Regions from separate parts of the Sus scrofa genome. Here region 1 is linked to region 2. Evidence: chromatin contacts called from public Hi-C data. All regions are on one chromosome and are shown on one strand. Each heading gives the region's core, a stretch centred on a gene start, on an enhancer-like site or on the middle of the called end of the contact. The rest is flanking DNA. Distances are from core to core; before and after follow the strand shown. Region 1 holds the start of ANKRD17 (ankyrin repeat domain 17). Region 2 holds the start of LOC100520317 (mitochondrial inner membrane protein COX18).

Evidence for each region. A called contact is a pair of places that touch in the nucleus more often than the background predicts.
Region 1: a contact with region 2 is called in a Hi-C map of skeletal muscle, with 5 times the contacts expected there. The contact joins the promoter of ANKRD17 here to the promoter of LOC100520317 in region 2. A contact is called at or near these places in 2 of 5 promoter capture datasets (fetal liver and liver), 20 of 47 Hi-C or Micro-C datasets (alveolar macrophages, blood, embryonic fibroblasts and 8 more) and 2 of 2 datasets of contacts at active chromatin or transcription factors (alveolar macrophages and skeletal muscle).

Annotation. Positions count from the first base shown.
Region 1 is chr8:69,526,241-69,532,638 of Sscrofa11.1, forward strand. ANKRD17 (ankyrin repeat domain 17) reads right to left here and starts at 5,046. Exons shown (of 35, transcript NM_001201383.2): 1 at 4,927-5,046; 2 at 4,909-4,925; 3 at 4,615-4,906. The coding sequence starts at 5,046. It overlaps LOC110261978 (a long non-coding RNA gene), which reads left to right and starts at 5,295. Exons shown (of 3, transcript XR_002346393.1): 1 at 5,295-5,594.
Region 2 is chr8:69,350,445-69,357,124 of Sscrofa11.1, forward strand. LOC100520317 (mitochondrial inner membrane protein COX18) reads right to left here and starts at 4,525. Exons shown (of 10, transcript XR_002346392.1): 1 at 4,025-4,525; 2 at 3,327-3,427; 3 at 229-392.

The sequences.
Region 1 (6,398 bases), core at 3,796-6,295, 180 kb after region 2:
TTTAACAACTGTTAATTCTAAATGTAAATATGAATATATTTATTTATACTTCTCTGTATTTCTTTCTTTTTTTCAATGAGCTTTTCAGAACAAGAAAAGCTTAGGGTAGCCAACTTGCTGCCCTACCGCCAAAAAGTATCTTCCCATATACCATGTGAAATTTTATTGTTATCTGAAGTGTCAACATCAGAGATGCTGTACTCAACATCATACAGCATAACAGAGCATGCAAATCAGTGAATGAATGAGCAGGTTTTGAATCAAAGGTTAAGTCCTACTCTGACCCTGATGAGGTTACCCAAAGCCCTTCTAAGCCAATATCTGCCCTTAAAAAATATTTGCCTTTAAAATGAGTATGAATCTTCCCTCCCAACACCTGCATACTTCTCATGCACTTTATGCAGGATGTACATTTAACCATTTACTTTTACTCTCATACTTCCTAAAACATATTTAATCATTGGTGCATTTTAAAATCAATGTGTCTTAAAATAGTTTTGCTCACTCAGTACAGCAAAATTCTTACTATGCACTAGAAACTCCAAACAATTATGAATAATGAAATAAATCCAATGACACTGTGGTAATATGGTAAAAATGGGAATACATGAAAACTGTATTAACTCACTTAATTTTCTTCACAATGCTGTAAGACAGAATCTACCATTATCACCGTTTGCATATGAGGAAACTGAAGAGAGGTTATGCAACTTGCCTGGGATCACAACAGCTTGTGAGTGATCAAGGAACTGAATCCAAGCTCCATTCCTGCTCTTAACCATTATGTTAGGCACATTAAGCACTGAATATGCAAGTTTTATTATGTTTTTAAAATGTAAATATATCCAGGAGGATTAAGGTACTTATCAGAAATTCAACAATCAATGTCTATTGGCTTAAATTGCTTTCTCCCAATACCTATGAGAGATTACCATCACTAAGAGAAGTAATTAAATAATCGCAACATATTGAAATCCAAATTTCAGCTATTCTGCAGCACCTCAGATCCAAGAAGGGAAGAAACTATGTTCCTTCTTTTGGTTTCCTGAGTGAATTCTAGATCCTCCCTAGTTACCAGGTGTTCACTGCAAAAGGTTTTATCAAATACTGTGCTTAAGCAGAATAGGAAAGAAGATAATTAAGACAAAACAATTGCTTCAAAGATCTTAACATCTTGTTTACAAATATTATTACTTGATCAATTAAGAAGAGCAACTGGGGAACAAATAAGCTACTCTGGGCTAATGTGGGATTCTACCACTATAACAGAGGAACTTAGTATTTTTCTATTAAAAAACTAACAAAAAAAGATTTGGAAGCGAACTATCGCCACAATCTACTTCTGAACTGTTCTTTCTCAACCCTACCTCTTTCATGTTTGCTTTTATACATGAAAATCCTAGCCTTGCAAATCCTTTCAAAAGTGAGTGAATAAGTAAGTACTAATTTATTTACTGGTTCCCCATGTCTAAAATTTCTGTCTCTTAAATTTAAAACCTCAAGATACCTACCAAATAAGATGAATTCTGATGAACCCCTACTGCACTAACATTTTATGCATCTTTAACAAAAATGTTACTTTTGAACATGAGTTCTACCTTTAACAGCAGCTCCCCTCAACCTCTGAATTCTACATTAGCAAGCACTGATGCCATTCAAATACATTTAAAAATAGATTCAATAGAATGCAATGTTATTTCTGAAATGGAATATCAACTCTAGCAATTTCAACATTTTTTTCTTATAATATTCGAGTAAACTAATTAATTTAGTTCACTAATCAGAAAAGAAGTGCATCAGAACTTTTATGTTAGGAAATACATTTCTATTTTCCGTATTAGTCAGTCACCCACTGAAAGCCCAGAAAGTTATGCAATTTTCAACTTTTGACCTAAGGCTTTTACATCAAATCCAGAAGGTGGGAGAAGGAAGAGGAGAGCTCTTGGTCTTATACTTTTACTTACAGGTATATCTGAAGTTATACAAATTGTCTAAAACACAATTATCCTATTCTGAAATACTAAAGAGAAAATCCAATTCTCAATAACGTACACTAACACTTAGTAAAAATTAAATTCTTCATCTTGAACACTCAAATAAAACTCTTATATAAATCTCTTTTCCTTCCAACGGTCCCTCTTTCAGCAGATATACAAAACATCCAACTAACATTTCATCACAGCAAACATATATTTTTAATTATCCTCAACCTTCTCAGGTTAAATACCCAAAAACTATAACCTTTCTTGTTCTTTTGTAACCTTTTGATGATGTTTATTGGAATGATAATCTCAAGGTTTATTTATTTCTCTGTTTTGGTCAAGATGGAGGCAGGTGCATAGACATATTGTACTCCTGTCTGCTTAGTCTTAATCATGTACCAGTATAGATTTATTTTTAATGGTTGTACTTTCTTACATTTATTTCTCCTGACTCATCTCCATAACAAATGGCAAAGCCATTGTTTAAACCACTGTGCAGAAGGCAGAATAAAGCATATTAAAAACAAAGAAAACATCATCCTAGTTGATCAGTTACCATATATCATTCCTATCTCCCAAGGAAAACAAACCTGACTCACTAACACACCTACAAGTTTAAGCCTATTCTAAATGATTTAAGGAATTATTAGAAGTTTTGCTTATTAGTCCAAATTCCAATGGAGATAACTATCTAGGTATGTGAAGTTTACAGCATAATATTTCAATTAGTACTGCACTGCATTCAACCTGCTAAGAGTTCCAAACCAGAGCTTGATATTTTGTCAAGAGAATTTAAAATCTTAATAAAATATTGGTATGTTGCCACAGCTGCATTATTGTGTTACCTTGCAATTCACTGCCTATTTTTTGAAAGAGGAAAAGAGAGGAGCACAAGAAATAGTCATAAAACATATACTGGTTTGAATCATTAGAAAACTTTGATTTCTACTTTTACTGCTACCCACCAGTTTCCTCTAAAACAAAAAAAAAAAACCCTGTTTCCTCATTTCTAACATAAAAAGGTTGAATGAGATTACCTCCAAAACGTTTCTCATCTCCAAAAAAATAATACAATTGGAAGATTCTAACTACCATAATAGATTTTACTAAGAAATAAGGATCCTGTCACATCCCTCTCTTTACTGTTTAAAGTGTAGCAGAAGCGACACACTATCCTAGGTCAATACAAAGTCTATCAATACAAAGGTAGCCTCAGAATTCAGTTAGCAGGGAGTGGCCATCTTTTTGGTATACATACTTGAACTATTACATCTCTACTGATATAACTTCACCCAGTCTGAGGTAAAAGAGAATCTGGTCTTTAAATAATAGACAAGTCTCAAACTCTTTAAAAGGTATTTTCCTATTTGAACAGAACCCAAGATCCAATAATGCAATTTTCGGGAAAAAAAAAAAAAAAAAAAAAAAAAAAAAACAGCCTTGTACCAAAATAGGCTGTGTTTGTGGACAAGAAAAAATAGCAGGCGGCCCTTCTAGATAATTCAGTTATTCCCTCTTACAACTAAATTTATAATCAGCTTCTAAAGGTGTTTTTCTTCTGCTGCCTGAAGTTACAACTTCTTTCTTCAGACCAAGATTCTCTAGCTTCCATTTCAGGGAGTGGACAAGAGTTACAAAAGAGCTGATAACTCTTAGTCTGTTCTCACTATGGTATGTTTTAGTGAGTTTTTGGTTAAAAGGCCTTCTTTGAAGAATAGGTCCTGCAACGCCGCCTGTCTGTGGACCCAGGAAAAATTATAAACAGTTATTATGAAACCAGATCACTAGGACAAACCAAGAGGCCTTCCTATTCCAATTCACCACAACCATGCCTGGCTCCAAAGCAGACTCTTTAGCTGCCCCATATTATGTGGGAAGCAACAGGAAGGAAATATTTGCAAATGTATGAGTATGTACATGTAAGGATCAAATATATTTTTCATCCACTGAGTTACACATAAATGTATATGAATGTTAAGATCAGTTCATCTAAAATCCTTGAGATCAAGGAAGTGAAGGTTAGCTCAGCACTTACAATAGTTCGGGGAAAAAAACAAAACAAAAAACCTGCAGCAGAACAGTATGGAAAAGTACAGCTCCTCCTCACGTGTCTCTCACAGACACAAATACTTAGCTCTGAGTCCATTACAACCTTGCCTCTCCCGAAACTGCTCCTCTCCGCCTCCCAAGTGGGAGAAATTTGCCGGCATCCTAGTCGGTCCCCCAAAGACTCCTCTGCCTATTAACTTAGCCCTCCCCGCTTGGGTCCCAGTCCCGCCCCCGCCCCTGGAGTAACTTGGCCCTACTGGCCTGAGACCGACCCCGCCGGGTGTGCAAATAAGGAATCTAACCAATTCCCTCCATCCTTAACCGTGTGAACCATCCCAGGGTAATGTGCTGTTCATCCACTCCGGGGCCGCTGTGGTCCTCCCACCCCCACGTGTCAGCTACCCTCCCCCACATGCCCACACCTCACGATTTCGGCCGGGGAAAGAAAGAGGGCAGGGGAAAGCCTGGCCCCGGAGACAGATCAAGCCCACAGGAATCTGTCCCACCGCAAGTCCCCTCCCACCTTTGGCCCCGACCCTTTACACTCCCTTCCTCCCTTCTGCCTTTGAAACCAGGCCCTTGCCTCAGAAACCTCCTCTTCCTCGTCGTCGTCGTCCTCTTCTTCCTCGCTGTTGTTGCTGCTGGTGCCGCCGCCGCCACCTCCTCCGCCGCCGCCGCCTCCACCGCCGCCGCTGTTGTCGCTGTCGCTGCTGCTCTCGCTACTGCTGGGGGGTCGGCAAGTCCGGTTACGCTTGGCCTTGTGGTGCTGCTGCTGCGGCGGCGGCTTCTTCTTCAGGAGCAGGTCGCAGACTCGCACCATCCCACGAGGAGACGAGGCCGAGCGAGCCCCGCTGCTGCCGCCGCCGCCGCCGCCGCCGCCGCCGCCGCCGCCGCTGCCGACCTCCGCCGCCGCCGCCGCCGCGGGGGGGCCCGCCACTGCCGCCACCGCCGGGGGGCTCCCTTCTCCCTCAGCCGCCGTCGCCGCCGCCGCCACCGGAACCGTCGCCTTCTCCATCTCCTGGGAAAGAGGGAGGGCGCGGACGGGGGAGGGGCGTGGGGGCTACGCTCTACCGCGACTTCGGCCGCACCAGGGCCAACACAGCGCTCGGGGCCGCCTCCGCCGCCACCGCCTCGGTCACCTCTACTGCCGCCGCCGCCGCCGCCGCTCCGCCAGCTCTCACCTCGTCTCGCGATACTAAGGGCGGGGAGCCTGACGATGGGAGGGAGGGAGCGTGAGGAGCAAGGGGGGGGGGTGAAGAGGCGAAGAGGGAGACCAGGGTATCGGGCGATCCAGCGCAGGGGAGACCACCCGGAGTCGGGGCGAGTGTGCCTAGGGCGGCTTCCGATGGGGGGACGGCGGGGCAGAGAAGGCCGCAGCCACTGCCGTAGCGCCCGCGAGCACCCGGATTTCTTCTCTTTCCTCGCAATTTCCCCCACACACAGCCCTTCAGACCTCCCTTCTTCCTTCCTCGCTGGTGACTAGAACGCAGCCGCAGGCGGAAGTACAGGTGACGCCATCAGCCGTCGCCTGAGCGGTGGCGCGCGGGTGGCCGAAAGACGAAAGTGAGATTTCGAGGGCCGGGTCCCGGGCCTCTGCGGGCGGGCAGTGCTGCGGTGCCTGTGGCGGGCGGGCGGGCTGGAGGGAGCGGCCGGGTCGGGGGGGAACCCGGCACAGAAGTGCGGGCCCGAGGCTTTGTTAGCTGGAGGCCCCGACCGCCAGATCCGGGAGGTGGGGCCTGGTTCTGGACGGTTGTACGTAGTTTCGTTCCTGGCCATTTTTTCCACCTCCAAATGGTGAGTTAGGGCTTTGGATCTAGAGCGATGGCGTCGTGTAAAGGAAAGAGGTCCCTCTGCCTAAGTTTAAGTCTCTGGTTATAGATTCCCTCAATCTGAGGTTTACACTTGTGTGACATAAAGGAGTTCAAATAGGTGATGTCTGAGATCACTACAACTCCAAGTTGCTAAAGGGGAGAAGACAGGAGAAGGAAGCAGGATCTGTGCCATACTTTGCAGACGAGTCAGTGAATGACCCCGATTTAGTCCTTCCACCTCTCACCGACTTGGCTTTTATCTCTGCAGTGAGCATCATAAGTAATCATCCTTGTCTGTGAATCTCTTGGAAGGAATATCGTGATAAGGGTTGTGGGTTCATTTGTAGGTGTCTGAAGAACTTTCAGGACTTTTGAAATAATAGCGTAGCTTATTGAACTCAGAATTAGCCCTTTCTGGTTCAATATGAACACAGTGGCATAAGGAAAATGAAGGAAACATCAAAGGCAGATGTACTGGCGCAAGATAAAAAGTATGTCTCAGCTGACATAGTTGCCATTTTAAGACTGCTAAGTTTAGCTGAATGTGCCTGAATTT
Region 2 (6,680 bases), core at 3,275-5,774:
CAACTAGCAGTCCTAACAATGTCCTTCCTAGATTCATTTCTTTCCTCAACACAGTTTGCTTTACCCTAATTTGCATTCTATAGCCTTGCAAGGGAGATGATAAAAACATACTCGAATTATGAGAAGTATGGGTGTTTTCTATGTCTTGGTTTGTTTTTGTTGGTTTTTACAGTACAAAGACACTATTAGAAAACTTTTTTGGGGGAAACTGACTCCAGTAATAACTACCTTCGGACTGTGTTTTCCCTGTGCTCAAATTCCGGAGAGCGACAGACATGAAGATCCACATTGGAAGCTGAATCCACACCAACACAGTGGCTTTGAAAGGGTGGCAGTTATCCCGAACATACAGCTCTGAAACAAGCTTCCGCATAGTCTTCAGATAAGTGAGCCTAATTTGAGGGAAGACGGAAAAAGGGAAAGGAGAAAATGTCATTAGACGACGAGTACTGCTTCATCCCCATAGCACAAACACTCAGGCTTCGGTTACTAGCTAAAGGACTTGTGCAAGTTCCCATCATGGCACATTGGAAACAAATCTGACTAGGAACCATGAGGTTGCGGGTTCGATCAGTGAGTTAAGGATCCCACATTACTGTGGCTGTGGTGTAGGCGGCAGCTGTAGCTCTGATTCGACCTCTAGCCTGGAAACCTCCATATGCCACAGGTATGGCCCTAAAAAGACAAGAGACAAAAAATAAAAATAAAAAATAAAAATAAAGGACTTGTGCAGGATTTTGGCTGTCATAAGCTGTATTAGTGGAGGGACTGCTTAAATAAAAGGCAAATAAAGCTCTTCACTCAAAGTTCTTTCATGATGTATGCAAATTATGTAACAATTTGATAAATCTGACATCGTCAGACTACAGGTTTTATTTCCGGTGGATTTTAGCAAACTAGGCTAGAAAGGGAAACTTCCCTACTGACACGGTGTGATCACAACTTAAGTCAGAAATACTAGGAGTTCCTGGGAGTTCCCGTCGTGGCGCAGTGGTTAACGAATCCGACTAAGAACCATGAGGTTGCGGGTTCGGTCCCTGGCCTTGCTCAGTGGGTTAACAATCCGGCGTTGCCGTGAGCTGTGGTGTAGGTTGCAGACGCGGCTCGGATCCCGCGTTGCTGTGGCTCTGGCGTAGGCCAGTGGCTACAGCTCCGATTGGACCCCTAGCCTGGGAACCTCCATATGCCGCGGGAGTGGCCCAAAGAAATAGCAAAAAAAAAAAAAAAAAAAAGACAACCCAATTAAAAAAAAAAAAAAAAAAAGAAAGAAATACTAGAGGTGAAACCACGTTTGACTCAAATCTCTCCAAAGCAGCCAAGCTCAATGACTTGATCCCTGTACATACCTTTTGGGGCAGTGCAGTTTTGTACTGTGTATGCTCTTGGTCTGTCAAAAAAGTCTCCATTCTTTTTTTGTCCCCCTCAATCTTTTTTTCTTTTTACGCTGCACTTGCGGCATATGGAGGTTCCCAGGCTAGGGATCAAATTGAAGCTACAGCTGCTGGCCTATAGCACAGTCACAGCAAGGCAGGATTGGAGCCTCGTCTTCAACCTACACCACAGCTAACAGCAAAGCCAGATCCCTGACCCACTGCTTGAGGCTAGGGATTGAACCCAAATCCTCATACATACTAGTTGGATTTGTTTTCACTGAGTCACAATGGGAACTCCTAATTTTTATTTTATATTGGAGTATAACTTATTTTTAATGTTGTGTTAGTTTCAGGTGTATGGAAAAGTGATTCATTTATACATATACCCATATCCATTATTTTTCAGATTCTTTTCCCATATATGTTATTAGAGAGTATTAAGTAGACTTAGTTCCGTATATGGTAGGTCTTTGTCATTCAACTCGGATCTGGTGCTGCTATGGTGGAGACTGGCAGCTGCAGCTCCTTGACTCCTAGTCTGGGAACCTCCATATGCCATGGGTATGGCACTAAAAAGACACACACACACACACAAAACCCGCCTAGTTCCATTGAAAATGCAGGAAACCTTCACAAGTATCTTCCTAGAAAGCCACTCATCTGTGTAAGGATGTTTGTGGACAATTATCCTGCCAGTGCTGTTTAAGCAAGGTGCCACAGTCTTGTCGAGGCTGCATTTACAACCCAGGTGAGCTGCTACTAGTAAGATCTAGGCCAGGGATCAAACCCACGTCCTCATTTATACTAGTCAGGTTCGTTACCACTGAGCCAAAACAGGAACTGCAGAATGACTTTTTTTGTACATGTCAGCCCCCCCCCTTTTTTTTTTACTTTTTAGGGCTGCACATGTGGCACATGGAGGTTCCTAGGCTAGGGGTCAAATCAGAGCTCAGCTGCCATCCTACACCACAGCCACAGCAACCTGGGATCCAAGGTGAGTCTTCGACCTACACCACAGCTCATGACAACGCTGGACGCTTAACCCACTGAGCAAGGCCAGGGATCGAAACTGTATCCTCACGGATACTAGTCAGATTCATTTCCACTGTGCCACAAGAGGAACTCCTAAATGTCAGGCTTTTTAAGCACTATATAAAGAGAGAAACAATTTCATGTTGAAGACAGGTGGCAAACTTACACCTATATAGATAAAAATGTATGAATAACCATATATACAAACACATATTCATATTTTCATACTAAAATCCTTATTGTTCTCATTGCTGTGAACTAGTAAACACTCTGACAGTCTAGTAAGAATCAGAATTTGGAAACTAAGCAGAAATAGCTTAGGCTGATTGAAGGAGAAGGACTGTAAGTGCCTACTGAATAATTGCAGGATAGTCAGGTACCCCTGGGCAATGTCTTTCTAAGAACTCGGGGAGACAACTACATGGGGAACCACAAAGGAATGACAGCCTTAACCTACCCAGTTGCTCTCACCATGGCATTCATATTTTCTACCTCTCCATAGCTTTGAGTCGCTGCCTGCTGTATCTTGTCAAAAATGTCAAGTCTGTAAATAATCTGAATCCTTTGTTGAATAAAATCCCAAAAGACTGGCACAGTATTTTCATTCTGTGAAGCCTTCCCTGACTTTCCATGACGACCCAACTGCTTCTACATAATCTTTTATACTTAATTCAGTCATTATTTGATTACACATCTTTCTTTTTCCGTAGCCTGGAGTCCTGTAAGAACAAGAAATTCTCTTGTTTTTTCATTTCTTTGCTTTCAGTGCAGCATATAAAATTATCATAAACTTATTAAAATATTAGAGTAAAAAGAACTACTTTGTTGCTAAACCTACAGAATACCCATACCTATAATAAATATTACGTTTTATTTATTTATTTATTTATTCATGGTCTTATAGGCATATAATTAGTTTACCTGGCAGCTCTTTTGGACCATCCCAACTGATGTGCACGAACTGCAACTTCTTGGTTAAGATGTCTTGAAATGTTTTTTATTTCTGGCTGCAAATTTTCCACCTAGCTAAAGAAAAAGTAGACTTTGTTATAAGCACATAAAGGATCTTTATTCACAACCATTCCTAATGGTTCTATTCCCTCGGCTCATTTAAAAATGTGGTTTACTGGTCATGTCAAGAAACTTTAAGATGTTAATTTGTTTTAAGATATCCTCAGCTGCAACCAAATTCAATTTCCAGCTTGTACACTTACCTGTGGATCTAGGGCAAATTATATAACCCTCAAGTCCTGTTCCCTCAAACATAAAATATGTAACAGCACCTACTTCACAGGTTATTGTAAGGATTAAACGAGAACTGCACCCTGCACTTTGTTTCAATTCCAGGATTTCCCAGTAATGTAAACTGAGGAAACAAAAGTCTACTAATTAAGAGTCTTTAAAAAGCTCTGCGGCAGTCACAGAGCCACAAAAATGTTGCATTTATTTCTGTCCAACATTGATTCTTCTTTGTGAAGAAGCTCGCTGCTTTACTGGTGCTGATGATGAACACTAAGCGCTCCGGAAGTATCTGGGGATCTTGAGCTTCATGCAGACCTCAACCACTGCTCACCACGGAAGCAGATACGCAGGGTCCACGCGCGGTTCGCGCCCCTCACCTTGGCTAGGATGTAGTGCTGGTAGGCGGCCAGGGGCAGCGTGATGGCGCCGCGCAGGGCCACGGTGGTGAGGAGAATGCTGCCCCACCAGGGCAGGCCCGTGGCAGAGTGCACATTAAGCAGCACGTCCTCGGCGCCTTGCACCGGAGCCGACGTAGCCAAGGCCTCGTACCAGCCACCGGCACCGCCCGGACCAACTGCAGAGACCGGCGCCACCGCCCACACTGGCAAAGCGGAGCGCTTGGCGCTGTCCGTTGGGACCGGCGCGAGCCGGACACTCAGGGGCCCCAGCGGCAGGGCAGGCAGTGGCCGCAACCACCTAACGCTGAGTCGAGACAGCATCTCCTCCCCGCAGCGGACTGAGCTCGAAACCACGGCCTCAGGCAGGAGCCGCGAACCCCACTGCGCCGAGGCCACTATGCGCCTGCGCCGGCGACGCGGGGTGTAAAGTGGGCGTGAGCCTGCCGGCAGCCACAATTGCCCTTCCCAATCAAGCCAGTGACGTCTAGCGTCGCACTGGAGATGACGCTCGAGGTAGGGAAGTCCCGCCTTTCCCACGCGGCACTGAGCGGGCCTACTGCGCACGTACGAAACTTTCGCGCGGCTTGGCCAGGAGCTCCTCTGAAGCTGGACCGGATTTGCAGGGGGCGGAGCAAGCGATCCTGAGTCGGGCGGGGAGTTCTCTAAGGAAGTGCTCTCCTAGTAAAGTCAGTCTTTGGCCGATGCTTTAACATTCTTTTTCGCTTAAGCTACTCAAGCTAGCTTTACGGGTATTTTTTGTTTGTTTTTTTTTTTTTGCGATCAGAAGATGCCCCCCACCTCTTTATCTGCTCCACGATTGATTCTGCCAGAGATCAAAGTAGATTATACTACCAGGTGTCAACACCTTGCTGAAATGTCAGTTTGGAGAGAGGCAAGTGTTTGACCCACCCAGAGTTTTAATCAGTAACCTTTATGCACTAGGCAGTTTAGTCGGTAGTATATTTAATTGGCTCAACTGTTTTAATACGCATTTTTAGGCCCAACATCAGTGGGGATTTTTTGTTTCTTTCCAACTTGTTTTATCTTTCATTATAAAGAGCAACAAACTTTTTATATTAAGGATAAAGTACTCTCTCTTGAGGTAGAGGAATTATCACTCGTAGCACGGTGAATTCTTTACTGGGGCTCAACATATATTCTATGGACTGTATAAGCTTGCAAGAGCCTGAACAGCAACATTTGTTGTCTTCTGGTTAAAAGGGACAGGTTAAATGTACATGGACTAGTGTTTAATTTTGTGTTCCTGGCAAAAGGAAACACCCTGGAATGACATGAAGGAGTTTCCTCAAAGAAGGTCCCTCCCTAGACCTAGAAGCCAAATTGTGCTGGGAGGAATGAAATATTGATTAAAAGTAAGGTTCTGACAAAGGCTAGGGTAGTGTCTGACTGTAGCTGCTTTGTTGTACACCTACCCAAGAGTACCAGATACTTTCCTCTGAATTCTGGATCATTTTGCTTCAAAACGACTGATAAATCTGTTCGTGAATTTTTAAATGTTAACACACATCCCAATATATGCTATATATAGAATTTCCCCTTTAAAAGTAAAAGCCTATTTATCTATATCCCTATCCCCTCAAGGTAAAAATAATAAAACAAAACAAACAAACAAAAAAAAAAAACCCACAACTGGTTGCTACTGACTACTGATTTAAACTGGAAAGGGATTTTTTATTTAAGTTTAGGCTTGCATGCACAGCATATGGAAGTTCCTGGAGCTAGGGAGTTGAATCAGAACTGCAGCTGCCACCCTACACCACAGCTACAGCAACGCCAGATCCAACCCACAGTTCACGGCAATGGTGGATCCTTAACCCACTAAGCAAAGCCAAAGATAAAATCCACAACCTCATGGATACTAGTCAGTTCTTAACCTGGTGAGCCACAACAGGCGCGACATACTCTAACTTTAAAATATTCCATTGTTTTAAGTTTGAATGTTGTGATCTGATTCAAGTTTATGCTAATTTCATATATGTAAACATACATTTTAAAACTTGGATAATGGTGTTCCATTGTGATTCAGCAGGTTAAGGATCTTTCAGTTATCATTGTTATGGTTCTCATTACAGCTGTAATATGGGTTCAATCCCTGGCCCGGGAACTTCCAAAAGCCCTGAGCTAGACCAAAAAAACATTTTTTTTTTTTTTTTTTTTGACAATGGGGATGATGATCAGAACTTGCTACCAACTTGGTAGAGAATGTTGGGAGATATATCTGTCAATTACAAAGCCCAATGCAAAAGTAAAGTGTTAGCACTCATACACACACACACACACCGGTTACAAACACTGTGATACATTATATCTTTAGCAGAATAGAGTACAAAATCACTATACAGATACTGGGCAAACCAACCAACTGAAGTTACAGCAGTCCTAATACTTTGTAGATGGACATATTAGGGTTTTTTTTTTTTTTGCTTTTTTTAGGGCCACACCTGAGGCATATGGAAGTTCCCAGCCTAGGGGTCAAATCAGAGCTGCAGCTGCCAGCCCATGTTACAGCCACAGCAATGCAGGATCCGAGCTGTGTCTGCAACCTATACTGCAGCTCACGGCAACACCAGATACTTAACCCACTGAGTGAGGGCAGGGATCAAACCAGCATCCT